Regions from separate parts of the Danio rerio genome. Here region 2 is linked to region 1. A link is a contact called in public HiChIP or PLAC-seq data. All regions are on one chromosome and are shown on one strand. Each heading gives the region's core, a stretch centred on a gene start, on an enhancer-like site or on the middle of the called end of the contact. The rest is flanking DNA. Distances are from core to core; before and after follow the strand shown. Region 1 holds the start of tmem251 (transmembrane protein 251). Region 2 holds the start of serpina10a (serpin peptidase inhibitor, clade A (alpha-1 antiproteinase, antitrypsin), member 10a).

Region 1 (3,687 bases), core at 385-2,884:
GCCTGCGCTCCAGATGTTTTTTCCACTTGTGCCAATGCAAGTCGGTTGTATGTTTGGCTGATCTCAAATATGTAATACACTGCAGCGACACTGGCCAGCAAGTACAGTCCGACACCAATCCACCCCATCCGCTGACGGAAATTCATCATTCTCCATGCTCTTCCCTGGGAAAAACAAAGACAAATCTGAGGTAAAGTTGGTTTTATATTCACATATTCGTGCAGTGATAACTTGTGACACAGTTCCTATATTGTTTACTTTGAATAGTCGGTCAGAAATAGCATAGAAGTATGACTTCAAAAACAGCATTAGCTCTAGGGATGCTCCGATCGATCGGCCAAAGATAATCACATTTCATGACTCGATCTGCAATTGCCAGTTACTCAAGAGTTGATCGCAGGGGGTTTGTTTATGACTTTACAAGCAGAGGTAGATGCACATGCGCTCCTATATATTATGCATAGCCTACAGCAGCCACAACAGGAGGTGCCTGATGCGATCTTTTAACAGCAACTAAAATACACAGAGATGCGGTGCGACCTCTGTTCATTGTAAAGATGTATTCGATTTTCTAGATCTGCATTTTAACTTGTTATGCATCAAATATCCGCTCCAAACTTTTTCATGATTGAGACGTTGAATTCTCCTTTCATCATTTGCAGTGTTTCCAAAATGCATTGTTTGTCATTTTTATTACTAATTTTTGTGGTGGTACATTCTGCTGTGGCGACCCCTGACAAATACGGGAATAAGCCGAAGTAAAATGAATGAATGAATTATTTTCTGTAAATCTGCTTCTGGCCATGACATGTTCATACCTAAATAGTTATAAGAGAATTGTTTAAGGTATTATATGCAGCATCCTTCATTTATTTTCATTAAGTTCATACTTAGAGGAATCATACTTATTAAAAAGCTTAAAGCATTAGAATCTGTACTCTGTATCGGCTGATCACCATAACAAGGAATTAGGACTAAATATCGCCTGCAAAAATCCTTATCGAAGCATCCCTAACGTTAATCAGCAATATTTACTTGGCTCTGCACAATGATGTAATTTGATATTCTCTGGCTGCTAATATGAGTTTCCTGTTTAGAATTTGCAAAGAATACTTTTCTAAAAGTATAATATTAGGGAGAAAGTTTGAATGTGCAAATATAAAACCAATTTTGCCCCAGTATGAATAGAAGTCATGTGATCAATGGTTTCAGGACATAAAAATGAAAACAATTTTCACTGAATCTACAAGTAAACAGAAACTCGAATGGTGAACAATTAATTGCACATTAAAAACAGCTTTCCTAAAAGTTGTACGAAACAAGTTTCTAGACTAATTAATACAATCTAGCAGGAAACATTTGGAAAAAATATTCCAAAGAGGAAGTGTTTCCAGCTCAATAACCTCGCAAACACACACACACACCATCTGGAGATTTCTCAAAGCTGTTAACCAGCACTGGTGTGTCATTAAACCTCGACACGCCTCCGTCCTATAGATTACCACATGGTTTTCACTCATTGTTACTTACTGTAATTACACGATCAATCCATTTTGCTCGGTTTCCTAGAAAATTTGTTCCTCAAGCCAAAGCACACAGCGTCGGTTTGTCACAGGGTTGTTGTCATAGGACTCACTTCCTGGAATGTCTACATCCGGGAAGTTCCCATGAATCTTCGAGGACTTTATGATTAACCTAGCAAAGGACTTTACCGCCCTCGTGAGCATGTCTGTGGTACAAACTAGACTGCGATGAACACTCCACTACTGTATAGTATTACACTGCCTTGGACAATGATTTTAAACATTTACCCCCATTTTTTATTTTGCTTGCAATTGAATTTGTGTTGTGTCATATAATAGCACTGGTATATTATGGATCATGACTTGTCCTGATTGGTTTATCTGTATAAAAACAGACTTACAACACAGTTTATGATAGGTCTGGTTGATATGGCAAAAATGCAGTTTCGCTAATTATTTTCCATATTGAATGATAACCATATATATTTTGATATTTTTTGTCAATGGTTTCAGATTTAAAGGAGTAGGCTAATACATCAATGACTGAAGCCATAAAAATTAGATGTAACTAATTAGAGTAACTTAGATCTCTAATATCAACACAGTTTTAAATACCCATTGTTGCACATTACAGCTGTGTGATTGGCTCTTATATCAATATAGAGTAAAAAAAAGTCCAGAATATTGTTATTGACATCAATTTTATCGTTTATCGGCCTAGCCCTAATAGAGAATAAATAAATATATTTTTACTGAAAACCAAGAGTGAACCTTTATTCAGCTATTTCTTTGACATTTGAATTTAATGAAGTAATTATTAATTAAAAAAAAAAATTACACCAAAACTGTGATACAATTAAAACTGCACATGCCAGTAGAATGAATTGTAATAAAAACATGCTGTAACTGTCCCAATTCTGTCAATCCTGATTAAACTGTCTGTTAGGGAGATACAATAGCTTTGCTTGGTAACTTAACTTAAAGCTAAGAAAACTGTGGTTTCAATTATACAAATGAATAATGTTTCATGAAAACAGATTAGACAGTATGAGAAATTTTCTGAACATTAAAAAATTACCATTTTACCTAAAAATGAGTTTTATACTGAAGCACTTGAAATGGATGATTTCTCTCAGATTGAAGGAGGGTCTAACTGAGAATATATAGTATGAATGTTGTCACTCTAGCTTATTCTTGAATGGAGCAATTCGTCTGCCCCATGCATCCATCCCAGTCATTGATCCCTCCATGTGCCTGTATAATGTTTTATTAACACAATAAAAGAAGTTTTTTATAATAAAAAACTTATTACGTCCAATCACAAGTCTACACTTACTTTCATTTACATAGTTCCTGTGAAACATTTCAACTTTGGCACGACACAATAGAATGAATGAATTAATGAATGAACGTTGCCTCTAGCTAACATCCCGCAGTTAACATCCCGCCTCTGAAAGGGTGTGTCTTGGCAAATAAGTTTCGTTGCTGTCCAAGTGGCCAATCAACATTACATTGATAATCGACAGCATGGGCGAGTAATGGACAGACCATTTGGGCATATAAGCGTTGAGATCTCAGTTAGGCAAGGGGCACCCGCGCCGCTCTCAGACTGCCTTCTGCCATGATGTGTTTGTTATGTCGATACGTGTTGCTGTCATATAAATAATGTGACGAAGTTGTCATAAAATTGAACAACTATTTAGACAGAGAGACACGCTTTCTGGAGGACACTAGCAATACTGGATGGACCCTTGATGACAGTCTAAACCTGTAACTTGGACTTTACGAGACGTAAAGGAGAGACTCGCAACTTCACATTGATTCAGTACATTCATTCTGTCAGGTAAATTCATTCTCGCTTTCATGAAGTCGTCAGTATTTTTTAACATAACAACTAACTTATTCTTAAGTACTCTCTTCATGTACTTTACAATACTTATTAACCAAACTGCTTTATTTACTGTCTATCTGTATCTATCTGTATTTAGAGATGCAGACGTTCGTGAAAGGAAAGCGAGTTGGATACTGGCTCAGTGAGAAGAAGATTAAAAAACTCAATTTCCAAACCTTCGTGGATTTGTGCAGGTGTGTAAAAAACGCTCACAATCAGCCTACATTTGACTTTAGATTGATATGTTTTCCAGTTGTTGCCAGGATTTTAGCT
Region 2 (4,023 bases), core at 597-3,096, 300 kb before region 1:
GGTAAATCCTTATAAGTTAGTTTAATATCTAGATTTTTTAAAAAGTATGAACATTTACATGCCTTTATGAGTGTATTATATCATCTTTGCGTCAAGTTACAAAAAAACAAATTACCGTTTATCCGAGGTGTTTCTAATGCAGCGTCTATGGGGCTAAGAGTATATTTGACATTATTTTCTCCTCTGGCTGCCGTCATCAGCTTCACACTATTGTTCTCTTTTACTGAAAGTCTTGATAACATCCTCGTGGTATTTTTTTTTCCTTTATTATTTCAGCAAATTGGATTGTAAAAAATTATTTGTTGTACTCTCCCCTTCACTGCACTCTAAGTTTACCCAACTATGATGACTTCTGCTGCTGAGAAAGCCAGAAATGTAAAAAGGGTTTATAGCCACAGGTATTTTTTTTATTATTTTATTTTAGTTTTTTCAGGGTTTCTACAGGTTTCATCATGATCATGTCAAATTTAAGCCTTTTTAAGACCTTTATGTATGAAATTTCAGACTTACAAAAACCAAACGCTTAAGATTTGTTTGTAATGGCCCAGTTAAAACATTACAATGTTATCATAAGGAAGATAATCAAGCCATATTGGTAAATAGAGTTAATAAACTTTTGTTAAACTTTTATTGAGATGGAATGTTTGATTGGACAAGTGTTGGCCTGATTGGGTAGCTTAACATGGACATAGAAAAATAAAAACCTACAACACATTATTTCAATGAATTTCACTTTTTAAGGCCTAACATTTTGATTTGAAATTTTAAAAATTTTAAGACTGAGCCTCCAGAAAGGCTGTAAACCTGGGGCCTTGTATCACATTCATTCGTTCTGATGTCTTCCACATACTTCAGTTTTGACATCAGGGTTTTGTTTTGTTTTGTTTTGTTTTTGGCTGTGTGTTAAAACACGTCACTTTTTAAAACATGTTTGACGTGAATGCACTTGTAGTAAAACGTGATAATGCCTGTGATTAAATCAGTTGCTTTAACGTTACAAGTGTCTTTGTATTTGCTGAGGCCCTCTTTTCTGGACAAGAACTGTTCCAAACCAAATCCTCTGAATTAAAGAGATTGGTGTGCACTTATCTTGCAGTCCGTCACCGTGACCGAGGCACGCATCCGATTAACAGCGGCCTCTCCTTCTTGGATTAAAAACAAGTCGACTAGACGACAGCACAAACTCAACAGTGTCTGGCCGTCTGCTCCTGAAATCAACGTAGAACATTGTTGTCACGTGGTACCGTACATGTTACTTTTCTCAGCGCTGGTAAAAACATCCAAAATGGGCCAATCGCAGCCATTTGTGATTACAAGGACAATTTATACAAACATGTTTTGCTTTTGGAAATATTGTGTTTATTATATTTACCTAGGTAAAAATATCTCAAATAAAAATGTCTCAAACCTTAACGCTTTTATAAATTATAGTTTCATGATAATTTACGTGCTAAAAGTACAGGTAACGTTAAAACAAGCGAACAGTAATTGTGTGGATTACAGTGGTTACTCGTGTACATCATATTAACAATTGAATAGGCAATAGTGGGATATTCATATTCGTTTTATTTATTTAAAACTACCATTTATTCAAATATAAATCATAGGTAGTAAAATAAATTGTAATATTTTATTTTCCCCAAACATGTTAGTTGACAAATGGCTGTAGAGATTTGGAAATAAATGTTACGCAAAATCGCAAATCATAAAATTACGTTTCCCCCTTGTGCGATGTAAGAGAAACATACGTAAACTGCGTAAATCATCGCGTATGGGCAAGGGGCGGATGTTGCGTAATCTGCGTACGTTCGGTTTGTTATTGATGGCGACATGACGTGAACCGTTAGACGGTGTTGTTGCTGTGTTTGCAGTGAATTGTTTTGAAACAGACAACATATCTGTACTTCTATAACTTGGATTTTGGCACTGCCTTCGAATCAGACATTTGTACCGTAAGAAGTCTGTCCTCCACAACGTTTCGGCGTTCTTTTAGAGTGATTGCAGGTATGTAGAATCGACTGTAAGTGAATACAAATGAATTGTGCAACATTTCTTTTTCGTTTAAAACCGTGTTGCTATATGTTAGCGCAGTCTACTGAATATGCGACACAACCCTTAAAGGAACATACACTGTAAACACGCCTCCTGTCACCTCTGAGAATGTTCACGAGCTCTATTGAGAAAAATACACACTAATCAGTGATCTCCGTTTGATCGATGCTATTTGGTTGAACTTAGCTGTTATTTAGAATGCACGAATGCATGAATCATACGCACGTCTGATTGCGCTTCTAGAATCATCAGAGGACATTCTCTTTTATTCTGGCTTAGACTATTAAAACAGCGAAGTATTTTACAAAGACCAAACGCAACCCGTGTAATATGATAAATAAGATGATGATAATGTAATAATATGTTAAAATTTCAGTTTAAAGCCTGACAATCAGATCCTTTAAAAACAAAAGTCGGTCAACTGAGGCCTTCATTGTGGGCTCTCACACCGTGTATTGCTTGTTATGTATTATACTGCACAGATTTGCCTAAAAACTAGGCAGCTGTTTCTAACTTACTGTACTGATGTTGCCTCTAAATTGCTATTGTGATCAGAGGCGGATTTAACCAATAAGCTAAGCGACCACTTAGGGCCCCAGGAAAACTGGTATAGGTATAAATTATACCTATAAACTATATAATGTTGTTTTCTATCATATTTTGTATGGTGAGAGTCAAATAAAAGTTTAACATAATTAACCATTTTTTAATATCAAACAAAACGTAATACTATTATAATAATGTAATATGTAATACAAATATTATAAAAATATCAATATTACAATCTGCACAAATTTGTCCACCACCCTTTATCATTGATATTTATATCAAAGGTTTAACTCAAAACCTTTTTATTAAGCTATTGTGTTTTTTATCACCTTAGAAAAGACTGATTAACGTAATTCTTTAAAAAGTCTTTATTCAATGTTCTTGTTAAATGTTGTTGTTCATCATTATTTGCTGTGAAATCTTTGGCGATTAGTATAAAACAACTGTGTATTGGTAATTATATTTCAAGATGAAAATTTATGGAACTAAGCAATAGTTACTTGATTATCCATTTAAGATTTGCTCAAAATGATGTTATTTTAAATCAAAAATACAGTAGGTCTTTAAGGAACTTTTATCAATACATTTCACAGCCACCGTTTCATTACACTACATTTTCTTTTGCTCCCCAAAATTAACCCCAAAACGCTTTCTAAACCAAAGCTAAGCATTTAAATAATATATCTTACCAAGAAATATTATTGAAGGGTATAAATTGACAACTGATACTTAATGCTGTTTAGTCAAGTTGTCTGTTATATATATATATATATATATATATATATATATATATATATATATATATATATATATTTCATTTACATGACAAAACTATTAGAATTGAATCATAGTTTTTGGCCATGAAAAATGCATCTGAACAGTCATAGCTTGTGATCCATGTTTCAAATATTGTTCAAATATTCAAAAGGGTCAATGGATTATATCAAAGACTCTAGAATACACATGCCTTAAAGGCACTTTGATTATATACACTCCCCGGCCATTTTATTAGGTAGACCTTACTAGTACCGGACCTTCTTTTGCCTTCAATTATTCTCAGGAAATATTCCTAGAAGATTTTGGTCCATTGTGACATGATAGCATCACGCATTTGCTGCAGATTTGTCGGCTGCACATCCATGGTGCAAATCTCCCGTTCCACCACATCCCAGAGGTGCTCTATTGGATTGAGTTCTGGTGACTGCAGCGGCCATTTGAGTACGGTTAACTCATTGTCATGTTCAAGGAACCAGTCTGAGATGATTCGGCCTTTAAGACATGGTGCATTTTCCTGATGGAAGTAGCCATCAGAAGATGGGTACACTGTGGTCATAAAGTGATGGACATGGTCAGCAACAATACTCAGGTAGGCTGTGGCGTTGACACAACGCTCAATGGGTACTAATGGGCCCAAAGTGTGTC

Evidence for each region. HiChIP or PLAC-seq counts read pairs in DNA pulled down with a chosen protein or histone mark.
Region 2: a contact with region 1 is called in an H3K4me3 HiChIP or PLAC-seq map of embryo, with 4 times the contacts expected there. The contact joins the promoter of serpina10a here to the promoter of tmem251 in region 1. A contact is called at or near these places in 1 of 18 Hi-C or Micro-C datasets (an unstated tissue) and 1 of 4 datasets of contacts at active chromatin or transcription factors (embryo).

What each region holds. Positions count from the first base shown.
Region 1 is chr20:29,805,357-29,809,043 of GRCz12tu, reverse strand. tmem251 (transmembrane protein 251) reads right to left here and starts at 1,634. Exons shown (of 2, transcript NM_001033746.2): 1 at 1,531-1,634; 2 at 1-164. The coding sequence starts at 149. itpk1a (inositol-tetrakisphosphate 1-kinase a) reads left to right here and starts at 3,030. Exons shown (of 11, transcript NM_213017.1): 1 at 3,030-3,366; 2 at 3,512-3,608. The coding sequence starts at 3,514.
Region 2 is chr20:30,107,548-30,111,570 of GRCz12tu, reverse strand. It overlaps serpina10a (serpin peptidase inhibitor, clade A (alpha-1 antiproteinase, antitrypsin), member 10a), which reads left to right and starts at 1,846. Exons shown (of 5, transcript NM_001045071.2): 1 at 1,846-2,004. It also overlaps a transcript of prph2lb not described here.